Regions from separate parts of the Bos taurus genome. Here region 2 is linked to region 1. A link is a contact called in public Hi-C data. All regions are on one chromosome and are shown on one strand. The core of a region is the stretch at or near the end of the contact, and the rest is flanking DNA. Distances in the headings are between cores, read along the strand shown. Region 1 overlaps EMP1 (epithelial membrane protein 1). Region 2 overlaps GPRC5A (G protein-coupled receptor class C group 5 member A).

Region 1 (6,408 bases), core at 3,477-5,976:
GCACGTTTGATCCCTCCCGCTGCATCCAGCCCTCAGAACTGTCATACTGAGTCGTAGGAAATATAATCCTCTGCCCCCAGACCAAAAGCAGAGTCCCTGCCATGATGTAGCCCAAAGACTCAGGTGCAACACAAGTCTTAAATATTCCACTGGTAGATGATCAGACCATTAAACTGTAATTGGGTTGTTATAACTATTGAATATCCAACAGCATTATTATAGTGGAAGTTGTGGCTCTCACATTTTATATTTCATACGGGATCAAATTAGTAGCCCATTTGGTCTCTGGGCATTGAGTAATAGCTGCCAGTCTTAGGAAGGCATCCGCTTCAATTAAAATCGCTGGGTGAGCAGTTTGATAGAAGTGTGGACAACTTCCCTAATGGAAAATGCAAATTTATATGACATTGTTGCATAGAGACCTGAAATGACAGCTGTGAAAGGCCTTTAAAAAACCAAAATCCTACTTTTGACCTGTACAATGCAAACAAAATAATAACAGTTACCATAAAATTTTTCCTGTTTTGAAACAGGCTGTATTAGAGGGATGAATATATAAATATCTGAGGTAGAATTTTCTTTCTGTTTAGATCTATGTAAACAGATGAACAGGCACTTGGGGAACTGGGCTAACTAATTAGGTGTTGGCAGGAATTTATGGAATCATGATGATTTTTACTGTAACTCCTCTTGATTTCAGCAGAGAACCCACCCACCTGGGAAAGCTGAAATAACGCATTGAATGAGAGTAACCTCTCCTTTGTCTTTCGTGTTCTCCTTTCTTTTCAGAGCTCTCTTCACCCTCAAGCCATAGAAAAGCCAAGATGCTGGTGTTACTGGCGAGTATCTTTGTGGTCCACATTGCCACCGTCATCATGTTATTCGTTTCTACCATTGCCAACGTGAGTCCTGTTCTTCTGTTCATTCATTCATTTGGAAGTTATTTGAATATTTACACTAAGTGCTACAAAAGATGTTTAAGCCATTGTGAATTTACAGCTTAGTTGTGGAAAAAATTAAACACATACTTGCACTTCAAACAACTAAATATTAATAACAAGTGTCTAAATGAATGATCTCGCCAGGTTGGAGAATACAGTGAGGCTTCTCAGGGGAGGTGGAGCTTGGAGGATGGGTAGATGGGTGGGGTTTCTCTCTGCTAGAGATGCAGAGTGAAAGGAACTTGGGAAGCATTCCAGGAGGTGTGCCCAGCCAGGGAGTACAGGTGGGAGGGACAGGCTTTGTTCAGGACGTAATGAAGACACCATGCGGCAGGCCAAACTTCCTTCTGCGAACCTTGATTAGAAGGAGAAATGGGAGTGAGATGATGAGATGCTTTGGTGGTCCGACCAACAAATACAAGTTTTGAGCAGAGAGTAGCATGTGAGAGTGCAATTATGCAAGATTAACCACGTTTGCCTGAATTAACTAAAAAAAAAAAAAAAAGACTAAAAATACAGAGTAAGCCATAGGCTCTGCTCTCTGAATCTGGGGCTACTCTGACCTCTAGTGGTAGTTTGCAGAGTCCAGTTTGCTTTTCTCGGAAAAAACAAAAACAAGACAACTCCTTGGACCTAAAAACCAAGGCCATGCATCACTAGATAAACAGATATGATCCCGGAATCTCTGTGGGTCCTTGTTACAGTTGAAGGATAATGGGTTTTAAATTTCAGAGAGAAGAGTTTTACCAGCATCGGTGGGTACGATTATAAACAAGAATCAGTGAGACATCACTGTGATGACAGACCCCTCGCCGTGTGGACTCCTCCAAACTTGAATTTAGTGTTCTGTACAACCCCCTCCCCCACCACCGAGTCTCTCAGTTTACCAGGTCCAGTAAATGGCTTCAAACTGTTTTAATGGATGCCCAGTGCTGAAATCTGAATTATCAGCCTCTAACATGGGGCTGAACACACAGCTGCTTATTAAGTCAAGAACAGGCAGGCGATTGGACATCCTGGCCCTGCTTTTCCAGTAACCCACATGAACAGACACTCTGTGTGGACAGGGCTGGGCGTTTGCTTTTCATCCCAGAAGGATAACTGTTTCTCTTGGGCCTGGAAGGAGGGGGCGCTGGCACTGTGGTGAGCCTCGGTGAATACATATTGGGTCGTTTTTCTACTTTCAGCTACCCCCACAGGATAGCTCTGACTGGACTATGTTATTATGAAATTACTTTTCATGTTGTGGCAATCAAGGTTTATCCTTCTATTTAGATGAACGTGGCTTATTGATCTCCCAGTCTCAAGGCTGTTTTCTTTGCTGCCTTTATGTTTCTTCCTTTTTTTCCAGTTGATCATTTTTTCCTTAGCTTTTTTCACCTTCTTTGCCAGGCCCTTTATTGGAAACAGTCTTGGTAGGGTGTATGAATTGTACATCTTTAAAATCAATTTCCTCACGCAGGGTTTCCGTTTCTTAGAGCCTTAGAATGATTTAAAAAAAAAAACCCAAAAAACCCAATGGTTGAATTAAATCTTTCTTTTTTAAGTAATGAGAGATGTGAAGTCCAGAGAGTGAGGTAACTTCTCCTCGGTCGTACATTCTTCTTTCTCTTTTTTTCTTGGGACCTCTGCGACTTCAGTTTTAGCAAGACGTTATTTCCACCTAGAAATGAGCTTCTTAGCCGTGTTTATGGCTAAATATGGCATCTTCCATAAGATTTAGTCTAGACACAAGTTGATGATTGTTTCTTTTTCTTTCAAGCCAGGGAGTTAGTTTTTAAACAGTTTTTTAAATTTCTTTTTTTTTTAAATTGGACTGTAGTTGATTTACCATGTTGTGTTAGCTTGAGGTGTACAGCAGAGCTAATCAGCTATACATATACATATATCCACTCTTTTTCAGATTCTTTTCCCACCTAACAGAGTACTGAGAAGAGTTCCTTTATGTCTTTTTGATTTCAGGTCTGGGTGGTGTCAGATTTGGGAACAGGATCAGTAGGTCTTTGGAAAAACTGTACCTCTGGTGGCTGTGGTGACAACCTTTCCTACGCTGGTGAAGGTACGTGCCAAGATATTGTACCCAGTGCCCTTGAGGAATGGCCAGCCCCTTGGGGACTGGGTAGCCTGACATCCTCACTCCCCCTGCCCTCTGTCCACAGATGCCCTCAAGGCTGTGCAGGCCTTCATGATCCTGTCTATCATCTTCTCCGTCATCTCCCTCGTGGTCTTCGTGTTCCAGCTCTTCACCATGGAGAAAGGCAACCGCTTCTTCCTCTCCGGGGCCACCATGCTGGTGTGCTGTGAGTATCAGCTTACTCAGAAAAAGCTTTCCTGTAGATCTTACCCTGGGGGCTCTCAGTGGCTTGAACAGCTGAGCACTAGGAGCAGTGAAACTGCCTTGTACAATTTACTGGCTTGGTTATTTGTGCTCCTGGGGAGAACCCCTGATAGCTACTTGAAATAAGAACCCTCATCAGCTTCACTGTTTAAACCTGGGGCTCCTGGGCAGACACCAAGGAGCCGGGGTCTGCCCAGCTGTAGCGCTTGTATGGGTTCGTGCTCAGTCACTCAGTTGTGTCCGACTCTGTGACCCCATGGACTGTAGCCTGCCAGGCTCCTCTGCCCATGGGATTTTCCAGACAAGAATACTGGAGTGGGTTGCCATTTCCTCCTCCAGGGGATCTTCTTGACCCAAAGATTGAACCTGTGTCTCCTGCAATGGCAGGTGGATTCTTTACCACTGAGCTACCTGGGAAGCCAGAGCTTGTATACAAGACAGTTGAAGGGGCAGGGGATGTGGGAGTCCTTAGATAGATGAAATTGCTGATGGCCATTGCCTCTCTCCCAATACACCACACAGTTTGATGGAAGGTGTATTCTTTTGCATCCCCCAAGGGCAGCCTGTCCTTGTGTGCTGGGGTCTAGATGGGAAAGCCAGTGGAGAGGAGGTGGGGAAGACCAGAGAAGCTGTGTTTTACTTCACAGCCACACAAACCAGTGCAGGTGTGAGAACTCAAACACCAATGGTACAGCAACATAACCATCAAGCCTGGTTCGGGGCCAATCAACAGAACCACCGCTGGGGGCCAAATTTCAGATTTCATTTTCCCATCGCCCACGAGGAACATAGGATCTTTCTAAAGTTATAAATCTTTTTCTCGCTTTGAATGTTAAGAAACCAAACCAACAGTGAATCATTTCTCCCCACTGCAGGGCTGTGCGTCATGGTGGGGGCCTCCATCTACACTCATCACTATGCCAACGGCTCTATAAACAACTACGAGCCGAGTCACCACGGCTATTCCTTCATCCTGACCTGGATCTGCTTCTGCTTCAGCTTCATCATCGGCATCCTTTATCTGGTCCTGAGAAAGAAATAAGGCTGAACACATTTACTGGGGACCTGGGGGGTGGGGAGGAGGGAGCCCTTGAATTTGGGAGGGGAGTGGAAGTTGCTAAGCAGGAAAAACCAGGAGAGGGATGGGGGGGAGGGGATGGAAGGGGGGAGGGGCTGAAACCCAAACATGATGGAGGGGGTCCTGTACTGTCCAGCCCCTGCCCTGGGAGAAAGCCGTTGGCTGGGACGGGTGCTCCCTGGATGTGGCTTGGCCTCCAGCTGTTCTCCGTTACACACACTGCCTGGGGCCCCAGCAGCTGCCACATCACTGGCTCCACTTCCGAGGGTGAATTCAGTCTTCAGACTCACTGCACCCAGTTATCACAGCGGTACAAGTTCCGGCCAGGGCAGATATTGTTTTTGTGTGGAATAAGCCAAGCCTGGAAGCCATCCTGCCCTTCTGACCCAGAGCAAAACATCACCATGTGAAGGGCTCGAGGGAGGACTTTGGCCAGTGTGCCAGGATCCCTCTTTGTTAAGCAGAGATTTAACTCTGTGGTATTTGTGACAAAATGGGAAGAAGAGACATAGTGATTAAGGCCAAGTTGGTGGCTTAGCTAAACTGAGAAAGAAATTTTCACAGTGGAAGGCCTGGGGCGTGGTCACAACTCAGACCAGGCCTCACACAGCTGTCCCTTGTGGAGACCTCTTGCCGTGGACTTTGCTTGGTCTCTCGCTTAAAGCCAAGGCAGCACTCTGGAATTTCTGTAAAGCCACAAACAAGCAATTCAGTGGTGGGAGCACCACACAAATTATGGGAAAAGGGGGCAGTCCTACAGCAGGATTATATCAGGGTTATGTTATTAGGAACCTCTCTCTGTGCAATCATGTTGTATAAGATGTGAGAGAGATGGACATAGATCCTTGCAACTCAATCTGTTACTCTTCCCCTAAATTATACCCTTTTGAGGAAGTTTTATCTAATTAGCCAAGGTGGGGATCAAAACTCCTAGGCTCAGAGATGGCTCTAGCTTTATGAGCTGAAGGGGTCGCCTATCAGAGGTCCTGCCTGTCCCACAATACGGATGAGGCAAGGCAATTTTGGAAGCTTCTTAAAACACATGCAAACCAAACCACACATCCTTGGGTGAAAGGTGCTATACAATTGTCAAGTATTAAGCATACTAGATTTCAGTCACAGTAAGAACAGAGTGTCTGTACTTCCAGGAAAATAAGAAAATTTCTGTGAGAGAAATAAAAATATAGGTGATGGGCAGATATTTTCTTTAAGGGAAAAGCAAAAACCCCTAAAAACTCTTGTGGTGCCCAGTCCGATGGTCACTGAGCTTCTCTGTTGCCGCAAGAGTGTTTCTTTGTAGGACTTAGAAGTATGGTATTAGTATGGTAATCCTGGTTAAGCAGTCATTGCTCTGGCCTGGCGCAGCTATGTTTAAGCCATCTCAGATTCTGGCTAAAGGGATTGTTTGTTTGTTTTGGTGGAAGACACTTCCTTTATCAATTTGAGAAGATCTACCCGAGGGAGAATCTGAGACATCTTGCCTACTTTTCTTCTTCCAGCTCCCCCTTCATTCCATTTCTTATATAGTTTTCCTTTTGGGGAGCTGTTATGCCACAATTGCTGGTATTTATATAAAAGGATTATTACTAAGTTTATTTCTTTATGTTCATTCTGGTTAGGGGAATGTGGAGGGTGGGCCACCAAATTATCTGGACTAGGGGTAAATGGGTTGGGAAGCAAAAAAATGTGGGACGATGAACTTTTTAATTATGATTTAATGATCATGCGATTATAGAAGGCTGTCTTGAGTGCAGAGGCAGATTTGCATATCAGGTATATCCAAAAGAGATACTAGCGTTGTGTTAAAAAGTTAAACTATGACTGGAGTGAACCATGTATTCCCTGGTCTTTTGTTTCTGTGCCATTTATGTCTCATGTAATTTGCATTACATTGGTGGGTTGTTCTAGTACTGTATTTGGCTTCTTCTTTAATAGATTGATATTTCATATACTATAATTGTAAATATTTTGATACAAATGTTTATAGCTCTAGGCATATAAAAACAGATTCTGATTCCCTATACTGTGTGGGTGTTTTCTTTCTAAAAATG
Region 2 (6,479 bases), core at 3,343-5,842, 340 kb before region 1:
CAGCGGTCACACTCTGGGTCTGAGGGTCCGAGTGATTTGTATACTTAACACGGCGCCTGACACAAAGTACACACTTAAGTGTTGATTGACAGGAAGATTGACCAATTACAGAGTTGCTTACTTTGGAGCCTTCTCAGATGTTGTTTAAATAGAGAGAGGCTTAAACAGACTTGTGGTTGCCAAAAGGGAAGTGGGGCTGGGGTAGGGATGAATTGGGAGTTTGGGGTTAGCAGATGCAAATTATTATATAGAGAGTGGATAAATAAGATGGTCCTATTGTGTAGCATAGGGTACTGTATTTAATATCCTGTAATAAACCATAATGGAAAAGAATATGAAAAAGAATATAAATATGCATAACTGAATCAGTTTGCTGTACCCCTGAAACTAACACAACGTTAACTACACGTCAATGAAAAAAATAAAAATGAGAAAATAAATAGAGGCTGGAGTCAGGGAGAAAAGCTTCAGGGAGCATAATAGTGATTTAGGGATGAAACAAAAGATTAAATTCTAATTAAGACTATTCATAAAGGGATAATCTTCCTTTGTTACACTGAATATGTAAATTCATCTCTCTAAGAATCAGTCTTATCACCTACAAAATGGGCTGTAGGAATATTAAATGATAAAATAGATGTAAAACCATGTTAATGAGTGAATACACATGGAAACGTATAAACTCTCAGCATCGAGTCTGGCTCTTAAGGGGTCTCCACATGTGACAGTAGTTGTCATTTGTATTATTCATATTTATATTGTGACTATTGTTATTACTACTGATGGACTGTGGCAATTCCAGAATAGAGAGAAAATTAAAATGCTAGAAAATTGCCAATTTGCCAGGCTGGGATGTTGTGAAGACTTGGCTTGACTTAACAAACACCAGGCTGGGATGTTGTGAAGACTTGACTTGACTTAACAAACATTTGAGTTATTTTTTATCATTCCCCAGGCAGTTATCCTAAGAGGTCATTATTATCCTCTTCTTTTTATTGAAAGTTTTTTTTTTTTTTTTTGCTGTTTTTACTGGAGTATAGTTGATTTACAATGTTGTGTTTGTTTCAGGGGTACAGAAAAGGGAATCTGTTATATATATGCGTGCTAAGTTACTTCAGTTGTTACCCCATGGACTGTAGCCCACCAGGCTCCTCTGTCCATGGGATTCTCCAGGCAAGAATACTGGAATGGGTTGCCATTTCCTCCTCCAGGGGATCTTCCTGACCCAGGGACCGTATATATATATACATAGGGGCCTCCCAGATGATCCTGACCCAGGGACTAAACCTGCATCTCTTAAGTTTCCTGCTTTGGCAGGTGAGTTCTTTACCACTAGCAACACCCGGGAAGCCCCTGTATGTGCTGTGCCAAGTCGTTTCAGTCGTGTCCGACTCTTTGTGACCCTGTGGACTGTAGCCTGCCAGGCTCCTCTGTCCATGGAATTCTCCAGGCAAGAATACTGAGGTGGGTTGCCATTTCCTCCTCCAAGGGATCTTCCTAACGCAGGGATCAAACCCGAGTCTCCCGCATTGCAGGCGGAGTCTTCACCACCTGATGTCTTCTTCTTTTTAGATGATAGAATGAGATAAATCTTATATAAGGAGGAATGTAAGATCAGCTCTGGGCAAAATTCAGGGCCATGGGTAATTCCTGCTCAGATAATCTGGGGAGGGTTGCATACAGCCAGCTAGGCAACCTACTAAGTCTGGATGTAAGTAACTCCAGACACCCTCCCCACATCTCTGGGAAGAGAGGAGTCTCAGAGGTTGGAAAGGAGCACCTGAGAGACCCTTCACATGCTGGCATTTGACCTTGCATCCCCGTCAACGCCTGTGTCGGTCAGGGCCACTCTAGGGTCAGTCCTGCTCCAGTGACTCTGCAGCTCTGTCTGGCAGGCGAGTGTTCCCCTTGTGTCCTGAGCCGGTACTCAGACCCTTCAACCTCACCTCCAGCCCTGGTCTGGAGTTTCGTTAGTAGTTTGGGGCAGAGATTCTTTTAATGACAGGAGATGGGGCAGGAAGCAGGATGAGGGGATGGGAGAAAGAGACTTGGGAATTGTCTACAAAGTTGGACATGGGCTCAGAATGCCTAGTTCAGCACCCAGCTGCCTTTCATAGAGGAGAGAACGGAGGCTCCAGGAGATGGTGTCCACCAGAGAGAGGCAGCTGAAACCCCTCTGTCCTAAAGATCGGAGTCAGAGGCCTTGGAATAGAGCTCAGTGACTCCCTCCCTCCCTGCTTCCCTCTCGTCTCCCCCCCGCAACCCCCGCTTTGGTTCTTTTTCTTTTCCCTTTCTCTTTCCTCCGTCTTTTGTTTTTTTAACCTTTCGGTCATGCACTGACTCATCTGAAAAGGGTTTAAGCCAGCACCAAGGGCTGTCGGGGTCTTGGCTGTGGGTGTTGGTGGATTACTAGATGGGCGTGGTTGGCTCAGCTGCTGTAATAAGTGAAGGGGGTCTCACCCTTATGACTCAAGGTCCTTGCTCGTGTCTGGGGCTATGCTGAAACCTCACCATCTTCCTCCATAGTGCAGGGTTTAGTCATCAGAGAATTGGGTGGGAGCGAATGACTGGATTCCAGTAAAACCTCTGCTTAGATCTGCTTACTCAGGATCCAAGCTACCTGGAGGCCCCTGGAATCACTTAGTAGCCCAGCTGTGGCCAGACTCCTACCTCAGACCCACCTAAGGAGGATGGGTGAAAGGGAGTTAGAGCTGGGGATGAACGCAATGGAGGCTTATGAGGAATCCCACCCCACCCCACTGTCTCAAGAGTAGCCCTGCTCCCCATCAGATTCTACTTCTATCCACATGCTCACTCATCCATCCTGGTTAGGTGCTTGCCCTTCCCTGGTGGCTCAGCTGGTAAAGAATCCACCTGCAATGCTGGAGACCCCGGTTCTATTCCTGGGTTGGGAAGATCCGCTGGAGAAGGAAACGGCTACCCACTCCAGTATTCTTGGGCTTCCCTTGTGGCTCAGCTGGTAAAGAATCCACCTGCAATGTGGTTTGAGCCTTGGGTTGGGAAGATCCCCTGGAGAAGGGAAAGGGTACCCACTGCAATATTCTGGCCTGGAGAATTCTATGGACCGTATAGTCCCTTGGGTTAAAAAGAGTCAAACACGACTGAGCGACTTTCACCTTCACTGCGTCAGGCGCAAGGCTAGTGGTCAGGTAGAGAATTTTAACAGCTCAATCCCTGCTTTAAGGAGGTTTTGAATTTAGAAGACAAAGACTCACTAAGAGGCACTACAGGATTTTGTGATAAATGCAGGCGATGTGGAGGCTCTCTGGGAATTCAGGGGATGTATCTCTCTCATCAGGGGGCTTCCGCGGTGGCTCAGCTGTAAAGAATCTGCCTGCTAATGCAGGAGACACAATCCCTGGGTCAGCAAGATCCCCAGGAGTAGGAAGTGGCAACCTACTCCACTATTCTTGCCTGGAGAATTCCGTGGACAGAGGAGCCTGGCAGGCTACAGTCTATGGGGTTGCAGAGAGTTGGACATGACTTAGTGAGTAAACAACAACAGCAATCTCTCATCAGACTAGGGCATCCAGGGAAACATCCTGGAAGAGGGGACCTCTAAGGTGAGGGATGTCAGGGAGAACGTCCCATGCAGATGGGGATGGCAGATTTGAAGCGAGATAGTGGGGCTTGTTGGGAGGACAATGAGAAGCACACATATGGGGATGATGAGGAAGGCATGGTCAGCCATGAGGCTGGAGAGGTAGGCAGGGGCTGAGGATGTACAGGTGATGGCTCGTCCCCCAGCCTCAAAGAGAGTGACCCTGAGAGCCTAAGCCTGGGACTCCCCTGGTGGGCCAGTGACTAAGACTCCATGCTCGAAAAGCAGGGGGCCCGGGTTCAACCCGGGTCAGCGAACTAGATCCCACATACCACACCTAAAAGATTCAGTGTGCCCCAACTAAGACCTGGCACAGCCAAATAAATAAATAAAAATAAAAGTGATTGCAAGACTTAGACAAGTGAGTTGTATACAACCATGCTTGACCCATTGTGAGAATGAGTTAGGAGACCTTCCCTCCTCTTCAGAGCAGGTCCAAGAGTAAATTGTCTCTTTTTGTCCTCCTTTGGCCTTTGTAGAGCACCTGCTTTCTTGGTCGGACTCTAGGTCTCTCTGCCCACCCTTCCTTTTTTTTTGACTGTGCTGTAAAGCTTGCAAGACTTCAGTTCCCTGACCAGGGATTGAACCTGGGCCACGGCAGTGAGAGCATGGAGTCCTAACCACTGGACCACCGGGGAAGTCCCATAGGTCTCTCTGCCCTTGACTCTGGGTACGAATGATGACTGCATGACCTCTAGTCTCCTTTCTCTTTCTGCTCCAGCCCTCAGGTTCTTCTCCGAGGCTGTTGCTTTAGCTCCTGGAGGTTTCTATTCTCAAATGGTGGTACTGCTCTTTTCTTCCTCAAACCCTGCTTTCTAAAGGACGTCAGCTCCTCAGAACCCTGTCCCTTTCCCCATCCCCGATCGTGGCGGCTCGTCTGGGCCATTCCCTGCGTGACCCAATGCCTTCTCAGTGCAGATCTGCTGTGAGTGAGTTTGTTCAGTTTTATTTCCCTCTGAGAAAATGTAAACTGCTAGGGACATTTCAGACCCGTTGCGCAATCGCTGTCATGTTGGGGAAAGGGTGGCGGAGGAGTGAGAGGTGAAATAGGAAGGATAGTTTCAAAAAATTAGTCACTCAGATAAAAAAAAATTACCAAGAAGTTTTCATTTGAAAAGGTTTTCAAATATTCTTAATTTGAGAGAATTGAGAACCATGAACCTTAATTGGATATCCATTTGATATGAAAGAGTCATTGTTAATTTCTAAAGTTCAATTAACTTAAAAAGGAGTTTTGTCCTTTACAAATGTATGCTGAAGCAGCTATGTAGAGAATGATGCTTGAGATCTGGCTAAAAAACCTAGTGGGGCCTTCCCTGATGGTACAGTGGTTAAGACTCCTTGCTCCCAATGCAGGGGGCATGAGTTTGATCCTTGGTTGGGGAGTTAAGATCTCAGATGATGAGAGGTATAGCCAAAAAAAAAAATCGTTAATTGCTGAGACCTATTCAAGGGCAAGTCTTATGGCCAGGCATAGATCGCAAAATGGTTTAGGTTAAAAATGTTTTCTCTTATGTTAAGAAAGTCATACCTGGTTCTCTTTCCTCGGGGACCCCCACCTTGCGTGCTCACAGTGTTGGATCCTGGTCTGTGGGTGCCAGGAGGCCCCAGTACACAAACCCTCCCTGTGCAGCTGCACAGAAGTGAGGGGGGCGGGGGGCAGGTGTCTCTGCTTGACCACCCCTCTGTGCAGCACCACAATGTTCCCTTAGTGGAAAACCTCATCAGTCTCTCAAGATTGAGGGTTCAGAGTAAACTGGTTCAGAGTCCTTTACAATTATCAGATAATTATGACAACAATAACTTGTCAGCCAACAGCACTGCCCTGAGGGGTGGGGAAGGAGCAGTGCCAGGGAGGGGCACAGAGGGTGAGAGAAATACCTTTCCAGCTGGCAACCGCCCTTATGATTAATCTGAGAGGAGTGAGGCGAGGAGGTGCTAAGGGAGGAGAAAGTGGAGCCTGGTCCCTTCCCCTGCGGATGCTGCCCTTGAACTAGACCAGGCCCTTCCTCTTCTGCATCCTCAGCATGGACAGGGGGGCCTGTCCCTCTCCCCGTCCTGTACCACCCATATCAGACTTTGGGGGGCCTTGTATTTCAGGGGTTGCCTGTATCTGAAGCTCATCTGCCTTTCTTTGTCCTTTTGCATCTCATTCTGTACTGCCTTGCGGAGGTAGAACATAACCCATTCTTTGCTCTGTGCCCTGCATGCGGTTGGGATGACCAGGGTGTTATATCCCTGGGTTGGAGTCCAGGTGACAGACCCCTGGCCAGGGGAGTCCATGGGAAGGCTATGCAGCAGTGGCAGGTTAGATCTGTTTTTTCTACTATAGAAGAAACATGTCTGATGTGTGTTTCCCCTTTACCAGTTGATCATCTGGAAGAATGATGGACACACGGTGGTGCTGGTTGAATGAATGGCCGGGTTACAAAGTGAAGCTTAGAGGGACTTCCCTGGGGCTCAGTGGTTAAGACTCTGTGCTTCTAATGCAGGGGACATGGGGTCCACCCCTAATCAGGGAATTAAGATCTCACATAGCACCCCTGCAACATAGCAAAAAGACAAAAAATAAAATAAAAAAAATAAACAGCATACAACAAAACAAAAGCTTTCTATTGTGTCATAGAAACTTAAAAACCGTTAAATAATTCAGAAAAAAAAAATTATAGATCTGTTGAGAAGCTATTAGGCTCCTCTGTCCATGGGGTTTTCCAGGCAAGAATACTGAAGTGAGTTGCCATTCCCTTTTCCAGGGGAATTCTCCTGACCCAGGGATTGAACCTGGGTCTCCTGCATTGCAGGCAGGGTATTGTTTTTGTTTTTTTTTTTTTAACCATCTGAGCCACCAAGGAAGCCC

Evidence for each region. A called contact is a pair of places that touch in the nucleus more often than the background predicts.
Region 2: a contact with region 1 is called in a Hi-C map of liver, with 2.8 times the contacts expected there. A contact is called at or near these places in 3 of 11 Hi-C or Micro-C datasets (liver, skeletal muscle and skin fibroblasts).

The regions. Positions count from the first base shown.
Region 1 is chr5:96,632,214-96,638,621 of ARS-UCD2.0, reverse strand. It overlaps EMP1 (epithelial membrane protein 1), which reads left to right. Exons shown (of 6, transcript XM_010805480.4): 3 at 790-902; 4 at 2,904-3,000; 5 at 3,101-3,241; 6 at 4,155-6,378. The coding sequence starts at 825. The coding sequence ends at 4,321. Among named protein-coding and RNA genes, the nearest start is that of EMP1, 19 kb to the left of the region's middle.
Region 2 is chr5:96,968,059-96,974,537 of ARS-UCD2.0, reverse strand. All of the region lies in intron 1 of GPRC5A (G protein-coupled receptor class C group 5 member A), which reads left to right. Among named protein-coding and RNA genes, the nearest start is that of GPRC5A, 8.9 kb to the left of the region's middle.